Regions from separate parts of the Rattus norvegicus genome. Here region 2 is linked to region 1. The links are chromatin contacts, called in public Hi-C maps. All regions are on one chromosome and are shown on one strand. Each heading gives the region's core, a stretch centred on a gene start, on an enhancer-like site or on the middle of the called end of the contact. The rest is flanking DNA. Distances are from core to core; before and after follow the strand shown. Region 1 holds the start of Pacs2 (phosphofurin acidic cluster sorting protein 2). Region 2 holds the start of Tmem121 (transmembrane protein 121).

What was found. Hi-C and Micro-C count contacts between places; a contact is called where the count stands out from the background.
Region 2: a Hi-C map of liver shows a contact between it and region 1, with 2.3 times the contacts expected there. The contact joins the promoter of Tmem121 here to the promoter of Pacs2 in region 1. A contact is called at or near these places in 2 of 12 Hi-C or Micro-C datasets (kidney and liver).

Annotation. Positions count from the first base shown.
Region 1 is chr6:137,914,992-137,919,906 of GRCr8, reverse strand. Pacs2 (phosphofurin acidic cluster sorting protein 2) reads right to left here and starts at 1,856. Exons shown (of 24, transcript NM_001427329.1): 1 at 1,616-1,856. The coding sequence starts at 1,734.
Region 2 is chr6:138,080,610-138,085,158 of GRCr8, reverse strand. It overlaps Tmem121 (transmembrane protein 121), which reads right to left and starts at 1,920. Exons shown (of 2, transcript NM_001398696.1): 1 at 1,865-1,920.

The sequences.
Region 1 (4,915 bases), core at 607-3,106:
CACTGGAGGCAGGGGCAGGAGGGCTGAGAGTTCAAGGCCACCCTGGGCTACAAAACAAATTCAAGGCCATTCCACCTTTAAGAAACGGCCTCTTGGGGTTGGGGATTTAGCTCAGTGGTAGAGCGCTTGCCTAGGAAACGCAAGGCCCTGGGTTCGGTCCCCAGCTCCGAAAAAACAAACAAACAAACAAACAAACAAAAGAAACGGCCTCTTTCCCCTTCCTTACTAGGTTTATGCTTCAGTCTTAGGTGGGTGTGTCTTAGGTACTTGTGTCTGTAGTTCTAACTATAAAAGAAGTTCATGTGTGTTGGGGATGTGGATCACAAGAGCACAGGAGTTCAAGAACAGCCTCAGCAACATAATGAGATTCTGGTTTGTTTGTTTGTTTGTTTGTTCTTAAAGGAAAGGGGGGATAGAAGAGGGAGGGAGAGAGGGAGTAAGAGAGGGAGAGAGACGGTGGAAAGGGAAGACCCTGGGCTCTCTCTTAGGGAACCCAGAGGCTGCTAAAGGAATACACGGGACAGTGTGAAGTGGGGTCTCGGGGCCATGATGTAGAGAGCCAGAATTAGAGTGTGAGGGTATAACACATCCTTCCTCCATCCCCCGCCCAGCTCTGGGGGCCAGGAGATGCTCCCATTGAGGCAAACACTGACCCTCGGGCCTCAGTTCTCCAGATGCCCCACCGGACTAGGAATTGTGTTCAGATCCATCCTTCCCTTCCCAAAATCACAGCCAGACCTAGAGGGCCTTGTGCATTCTGAAAGGGAGAAGCTACTATCTAGTGGCCTCTGTACCCCAACACCACACTCAGAGGCCTGCTGGAAGTTCACTTGCAGTGACAGAGGTATCTCTCCTCCCTAGCATCTCTTTACTCAGAGCCCCCTCCAGGACACCATGTCCAAGTTCTATGCCTGGAAGGCTCTTTGGTGATAAGCCCACTTTCCCTGTCTCCCCAGAGGGAAGCCTGGAGCGCCCTCAGCCTGGTATCTAGAGTTCCTCTTTTCCTTCACTAGCTGAAGCTCCTGAGTAGGATCCAAGTCAAGAAATCACAAAAGTTTCAAGTTGGGCAGTAGAATGGGAAGCCATAGGTCCACACAGGGATGGGTGGCCACAGCGTCCGCCCAGTGAGTAAATCTTGTCTAACCCTTTCCATGGGGCGAGGAGGAGAAGGTCGCTTGCCCAGGGGAGAAAAGCCAGGCTTGTGCAATGGCAAAATTAACAGCTCCAAGCAAAGAGTACAACGGTCTCGGGAGCTCTTGCCACAGCGCCCGCCCGACGCAAGGCCGACAGGTGAAGAGAGAGCAGACCTCACCCGCAGGGTAGACGGAGAGGCGACAGTGGCGTGTCCCGTGAGCCTCAGGCCCAGGCCTCTGGGGTGTGACAGTGCCGCTGCACGCGGGAGGAGAGCTGTGGCACTAGCCGAGGGCTCGACCGCCTGAGGTCCGCTGCGCAGCCCAGCCCGGACGCAGGTGTCAAGGTGCGGGGCAGAACACTGGCCCGGAGAGCCACAGGCCCGCTGCCCCGCCCCGGCCCTCGCCTTGCAGTGGCCCGCGCGCGCTCGGGGTCCCGGCTCGCGGGCAGGTGCGCGCGGACAAAGCGCAGCGCGGGGGCGTACCTGGGCACGCAGCTGGGGCTGGAGCCGTCCACCTCCCAGGTGGCAAACAGGTTCATGGGCACCGGAGTGTTGAGCGCTCCGGGCGCGCCGGGCAGGCCGAGGCGGCCCCGCTCGGCCATGGCGCCGGCCCCGCCGTCCCTCGGCGGCCTGGGGCTGCGCCGGGCCGCGGGAGCGCGGCGGGCGGGCGGGCCGGGCGCGCGGAGGGCGGCGGCGCGGTCACATGGCGCCGGCGGGCGGCGGGAGTCCGGCAGGCCCGCGGGCGGTGTCCAGGCTGCGCCCGCGCCCCGCCCCCTACCGCACCACAACGCCTATTGGCCGACAGGGCAGGGCTCGCGCGGCGCACCCAATCACTGCCTACCGGAAGTGAGGCGCGCGCCCCAGGGCGTCTCCGGCGCCCAGCCGCGGGAGCGAGCGCGCGCGGCTGCGCACAGGCTGTGCCCTCTCAGGGACTTAGGCGAGCGACGCTATGGCTGCGGGAGTGGCCAGGTCTACAAGCCCTTACGCTCCCTGCGGCGGACCGCAGGCCTAGGGACATTCCCCTGTACCCGGTGACTCTTATCCCGTTGCCATCCTGTGTGCCCCGGCACCGGCCCCTAAGGCCTCCGGGCTCGCACTCATACTCTGTAGGCCCCACCCACCCTTATCCCTTGAGGAGTTTCAGCCACCATCTGTCCTCTCTAGCTGCCCAGTTGCAGCAACCTCCTCCCATGCAGCCTCCTCCTACATTCAGCAGTGCTTAGTTATTTTGAAGTTTTTCTCAAAACCCATCACAACAAATATTTGGTACAGGGCGCATTCTGCCTTGTTCCCAGTGAACTTGGGCCAATAGGAGGGGCAGATGGACGGATCAGACTGCAGGGCCCAACAGGCAGGAGATTCCAGGCACGGCCTTGGGAAGGCCGGCTAGGCTCTGGGGCTCAGGAAGAAACTCAAAGAGGCAGATGTCCCTCCCCCTCTTTTTGGCTGTCTTTGGTCAAAGTCAACAAATTTAGGAAAAAGCTTTTCTGGCATGTCTTGTTTCTTTGTATCCACAGTTTTACACAATTGCCTTTCGCCCTCTAGGTCCCCTGTCTTACTACCTACGATTAAGTCTATTAAAACAATTCTAACTCAGACCAATCTGACTTGGCTTGTCCCTCCTTGCCCTTCAGGTTTTCCCAGTGGTCCTGCTTTCTGCACCCCAGGAAGGCCCTGTGGGTGGGGGTGGTCCTTCCTCTGCTATGACACCCCACCCCCTGCCAACTACATTTGGAGCTCCTCTGCCAGGGGCAGCCTCCTGCTATAACTCCAGGATGGGAGCTGCAAACAGCTGCAGCTGCTTAAAGCCAGAGACCCGCTTTGAAGAGAACAAGGGGACCTGTGTTTTCCTCATGTTCCTCACTCGTTGGGGTGGTAAAACAAAGTCCAGAGGGTCTGTCAGTCTGTGGCCAGCTGAAGTGAATATTGTCTGACACTGCAGCCCTATTGGGGCCAGTGGTGAGGCTTGTACCTAGGAAACCGGAGGCTGTGTTCACTGAGCTTCATCAGCCTTGGTGGACAGGCTGCCTTTGATTGGAAGCAAAGGACAAGCATCCACTGACCTCAGCAGTTGGCATACAGTGCTGGGGACAGACCGAGGGTACATTTGCAGGCAGAAGAATGGGCTGCCTGATGAGTAGTGTCTGTGTGCGCCAGGCAGGCATTGCGGCTAGGGTCAAGGGAGGAAATGAGAGTGACCAAGCTGAGCACACTGGGGCTTGGCACCAGTGGCCTTGGTTGAGCTGTGCCGTCTTGTACTAGACACCATTGTAAGCTCTCAATGAATGTGACATATGTCTGCCGGTTCTCACTTTAAATGGGAGGAAAGTGAGATACCATTCTGCACTTTCTAAGGTGTAGGGGTGTGTGTGTGTGTGTGTGTGTGTGTGTGTGTGTGTGTGTGTGTGTGAGAGAGAGAGAGAGAGAGAGAGCGCGAGAGAGAGAGGGGGGGGGGCTGTCTCTGTTAAGGTAGGTCATGGGGACAGGTTCGTGGTGACCAGTGATTTCTGAGTGAGTAGGTGGCACTTTGAATCTGTTTCACCAAAACTGTTATTTGGATCTTTGACCCCTGTGTTTGAAAATTCTGCTGTCTCCATTCTCCTTTTTGAAGACTGTAGGTTCCCAGACAGCTTCCTTGAAAGCTGGAAAATGCATCATCCTATGAACTAGGTGTGATGTGACTCTTTACCTTGTTGTGGTAAATAAAAAATAATGCGGCACGACCGGTTCCCGTAAACGCCGGGGGGAGGGGGGTGATCGCTCTCTCACTAGTTCCGGCTCCAGTGGGCCATAGGAGCTAGCATTAATTTATCTCAGCAGCTCCATGCTGGCCCCCATGGTACTCTCTAACCCGGGTGGTCCTCCAGCCCTTCCAGCGTGGCACCTTGCCACACTGCTTTGCTTTCACTCACAGTTCCCTTGTCGAGTTGTTACCACACCAGGCATACAGATCCCAATTCCATGGCAAGCTTGGTGCGTCCCGCCACCGCACCTTCTCTTGAACTCAATTAAGTCGCCACATGAAAGGACACACCACACAATAACCTCTGATCCAATTGATAAGATATAATTTGCCCATCTAGACATACAAAGCCCTGTACACATCCAACCTACATTACACTTCCACATTTGTAGCATTTTTCCTACACTAACTTTTCCTTTAAAGTGGGAACTCAGTTCAGGACGAGCCTCTGTGGACAACCGGGGTGACTGGGGAGAGGGCCCGAGGAGGGGGACCTTCGGAGCCCTCTAGTCCTGAGTCAGCACACATAAACCACTGTGAAGACTGGACAAGCTGTCTTCTCAGCAGCAGGCTGGGTTTGTGGGTAGTAATTAAATGTTGGGCTCCAGAAAAGACCTCGGGCCATGGCAAGAAGTAGAAGTTGTAGCCACCGTCCTACAGGCCCACAGATTTCAACTGGGTTTCCCCCAGCCTGCCCATTGGAGACCTGATCCATGCATTTCTTGGAAACTCCTGATCTGGTTAGCTTGAGTTAAAAGGACATGAACCTGGCATGAAGATGATACAGTTGTGTAGGCCTGACCCATGCCTGAAGGAGCTCCCTCAGAGTCCAGGGACCTTGCAATGAGTCTAAGGCACAGGAGCCACAGGGACTCCAGGCCTCTGACCATGCTGGGGCACACCAGACTCACCTGTCTGTGTTTAGTGAATGAGCTCTGGTGGACACGAGGCACTGAGTCTTTCAGTGTTCTCTGGTCCGTCTTCCTCTGCTCTGTTAACCTTGAGCTCCAGTCCATCTGATGAGTTGCTAAGACCCCAAG
Region 2 (4,549 bases), core at 671-3,170, 170 kb before region 1:
TGCTTGCATTGGAGACCTGGAGACCCTGAACTGGGCCTCCAGAGGGCGCTGCGGCCCCACCTGAGGGACCGATCTCATTCCCGCCACCGCCTGGAAGGAAATGGAACGGAAGTGGTTTCTCCCCGCCGCCACCAGCATTCTAAATGCCCTGGTGATTTGTCGCGGCTGGACCCACACCTCCGTCTCGCCTAGCTCTGGCAGCCTGAACCACAATGCGCGGACTGGCGGCTTTAGGCCGCTTCTTTGGAGGTTCAGGACATCTTCTCCTGGTGTTGCGCTGTACTAGTCGCACCAGGAGAACTGAAGAGCCAGGTCCCACCCTGGGGATAGGGACTGAGCAGGTTTTCCCGATCCTAGATGGATAGTCATTCAAACCCTGAGATATCCATCCTACGGGTCCCTCGTGCCTATGACTGACTGCCTTGCACCACCAGCATCCCCGTTTCCTGGATCCACAAGTCAATCTCTCCCCTTCCTGAGGCTAAGGCAAAACAGATGCTTCTCTTCCCTGACCCACCATCGCTAACTATCGCCCTGGAGAAGTGTTTTCCTCCCGACCACACCTCCTGCTATGCACTCTCTCTGGCCCAGCATGCTTGTACTTTCTGTTCCTCTGATCACGGGCTTCAGCTGCTGAAGCTCCCTCCACCTTCAGGGACAACCTCAGGAAAGCCATCGGCAAGATTTAGTCTCTCCCTATGTTCCTGGCACTGGTTGTCATGTCTGGAACTCAGATGTGATGGCCAGACTGAGTCCTGATATCTGAGCCTGTTCACACCACCCAGCCCAAAGTCACTTCCAATCAAGGCCTCTCCTCTCCCCTCCAAAGCACCTGGCACGAGGGCTCTGTTTACTGTCCTGTCTAGACAAAGACATAAAATTTATTGTCACTCATGACAGTGATGCATTCAACCTGCTCCTGGTGACACCTCTGCCCCCTTCATTCACCCCTGGGGTTCTCACAGAGCTTCAATAAGGCATTTAGGAGTTATCTGCCCACAGCAGGGCTCCAAGGATGCACACACTCCTGCCTGTCAGGTACACCCATTTTCATTCCCACTGGTAGGTACTCCTCTCCCAGGACGCGCAGGCTGGACCCATCCCTGCCCACCTGGAACTCCATTGGCTACAGCCAAACACTGAGAATTTCCTTCCTCCTAGCAATTGTCCAGGCCGAGTAGCCTGCTGTTAGCCAACACTTTCCATCATCTATCTGCACACCATCGCTCCCTTGCTCAGTCTCTGTCAAATGCCAAATGTCACGAGCCAACTGGTAGTGGGACAGACCCCAACCTCTAGGAAAGGAGTGCCCGGCCTTCTGGAAGCCAGAACCCAAGCCTTACGTCCCCTCCCCCACACACTGCCCTAGCCATGTTCCCAGAGACCCAGCCCAGGTCCACCTGCCCTAGGTCTCCCACGCCAGGCCCAAATGCCCATCCCTACCAACCCTGCCCACTATTCAAACCTCACACCGAGATTCAGGGCCTCCAAGCCTTAAAATGCCTGCCTCTCCCTCACGTTTTGCAAGATACCCTCTTGGCATTTCCAAAGGAGAGGCTGAAGCGAAGGAGGGTCTCTCCTCAACCCCGTTGAGGAGGGTCTAATGGCTCCCAGCAGGTTGCGTTTCAGTTTGTCTTTTCCCACTAAAGGTTTCCCCAGTGGGGCCTGGGCCTGGACCCGCCGCCATGCAGCTGCCCCTGCCCATCCCACGGCCTGCAGCCTCGGGGCGGGAACAGTACAGGCCCGCTGGCAGTCGCTGCGGCTGCCGCTGCTGCTACCACCGCCACCTACCGCCCAGCTCCGCCGACCCGCTCGGCTCAGCCACCCGTCTCCTGCTGTCCCGCCGCTTGCACCCCGCGCTTACCCCGCCGGCCAGATGCAGCGCGCCGGCCGGCCCCGCCGAGCCTCCGCGCCGGGCCCAGGCGCTCCGTGCTGCGCTCCGCCCCTCCGCCGCGGGCACCGCCTCCGGCCGAGGCCCCGCCCCGCGCCCCCGGGACGCCCGGACCCCAGCCAAGAGAGGACCCAGGTCCTAAGGCTGTGGCGTATTACGGGTTGCCATGGCGACAGCTCTGCGCGCTCAGGACAGGTGGCACTAGGTGCCAGACAACCTGGCATCCACCCCAGACCCCGTGGTCGGTCCACTTAGCTTCACACGCAGAAAAAAAAAAATCGTCAAAGAGTTCTCATCAGTCCTCCTCACACCATGAAATGGCTCTGTATGTAGCTCTCCAAGCTCAGACCCTGACAGCCACTAAAGTGATTCTCCTTTCCTGCTTCAGGCAGACCTCTGGACCCGGACCCGCGGAGGTGGCCGGACGTAGGGGCGGGGCTAAGTGTCCCGCTAGCCGCAGTTATACCTCCTGGCCAGACCTCAGCAGTGGCCTGCAGGGACACACATGCTAGGGCCTAGATCCTAGCACTAGGGTTTTGTACCCTGTGGGAAAAAATGCAGCTGTGAGACTCTCAGTCAGTACAAGAAGGGCCAGATGAGAGCGCACCAAAGAGGACTAACAAGGCTCCAAGTTGAGACTTCTCTCCAGGTCCTATCTTCACTAAGCGACCCATTCCCAACCTGCCACCCCAATAGCAGGGCAGCCCTGCCGGGAGGACAACAGGGAACCTCACGGATTGCTACAGTTCTTCCCCAGAGCTGCAGTTTCCCTCTGCCAAGCACTGAGGACAAGGGAGCTGAAGGGAATTGAATGGATGCAGCTGGGGTCTCCTCAGCTCCTGTCAGCAGCCTGAACAAGACACTGAGTACACTTGGCGGCCAGCTCTGAGTCAGTGATGGATTCTGTTCTGGTGAGCCTGGGAAGCTGGACTATCAGGCCATACTGGACTATCCTCCCGATGGGGGGGAGGGGGGTCCAAGATGCCCATCACCAGAAGAGAAGAGAATGGAATAGCCTGCAATAAACAGCATGAGCTGCAACCAACCCACTCTCCCCAGAAGTGCGGCAATTACCCAGGAAGAGGCCCCACGTCTAGCAATGAAAGATCCTGGGAGGAGAACACCACTGGCAGAGTCAACCAAGAGTGAGGAGGGGGCTGGGAAGAGAAGGACGGGCGGCACATGTCAGTCCTGTCCTGTTTCTTCCTTCATTCTCCTACTTTCTCATGGTTAACCCAACCCTCACCTAAAACCTACCAGCTTGCCTCCATACCCCCATGCCAGCATCCTTGAACCTACAGGCAAACATGGGGAAAGGGACCCTGCAGCTCTGTTCATGGTCAGGACCACAAAAGGAGACGACGCCCTGGAACCATATGGGTGGGTGGTCCAGAGCCGTTATAAAAGTGCTTAAGAGAGAAAGGCTAGAGGGTGAGGGGGCGGGACCAGCAGAAAGAAGGGGTCAGGGGCATGGACTTCTGTACAATCTGATTCAGTCAGCGCATGGATTCTACAGGGCCTCAAAAAGAAGCAGCCTTGATTCTAGCCTACTAGGGCTTAGGCCTACAGCACCACACAAACTGTCACTTCAAGCAGTTTGTTACAGCCACGGTGAGAAACCTGAAGCAACTACACCCGGAAAGCTTTGAGGTATCATCCACACAGAATGGGCAGCGGGGAACAGCACTGTGGCCACGCCTGTAGTTGCAGCTCTCGGGACTGTAGTGGGGGGTAACTTGAGCTCAAGACGAAGATTGTCTAAAAGATTAATAAGAGAGAGACCTGCCGTCCCGGTGTAGAGGAGGTTGACATGGTCACACTGACCCAGGGTAGCGCACACAAAGTAGGTCCAGACTGTTCTCCATCAGATCTCCGGGTGGGATTCAGCTGGCCAGCCTCAGAGCACAACCTGGAAATGTGTAAGGTATAGTCACAAACCGTGCTTCGTTCAGAGAACCAAGAGAAGGAAAATCAACAGGGCCCATGGCAGAGCAACACTAACACTGAAACTTTCACCTACACACAAGCAGACAGTCAAGCAATACAGAAACAAACAAATATAGGTCAGACAGGGGATGTAGGCCTGGCTCAGAATATGAAAAAAAAAATGGTGTGATCTACTTACTATGCTAACGGGGGGCGGGAGGGGGGGGACTACAGGGCTTAATGCACGCCTTTAACCCCAGTACTTGAGAGGCAGAGGAAGGGGGATCTCTGTGAGTCTGTGGTCAGCCTGGTCTACATATCAAGTTCCAAGCCAGCCAAGGCTACATAGTGAGACCTTGTCTCAGAAACAAAACAAAACAACAACAACAACAAAAACCAACAACAAAATAAAACACATGCTCAAATCAAATGAAAAAAGAAAAAAAAAAAGAAAAAGAGTGGACAAAGGCAGGTGTGGTAGTGCACACCTTAATCCCAGTACTTAGAAAGAGGGGGCATCAGGATCTGGAGTTCAAGGCCATCCTCAGGGATGAGTTTGGGGCCAGTCTGGGCTGCATCAAACTGCCTCAGAACAGGCTGGAGAGATGGCTCAGCGGTTAAGAGCACTGACTGCTCTTCCAGAGGTCCTGAGTTCAAATCCCAGCAACCACATGGTGGCTCACAACCATCTGTAAAGAGATCCGATGCCCTCTTCTGGTGTGTCTGAAGACA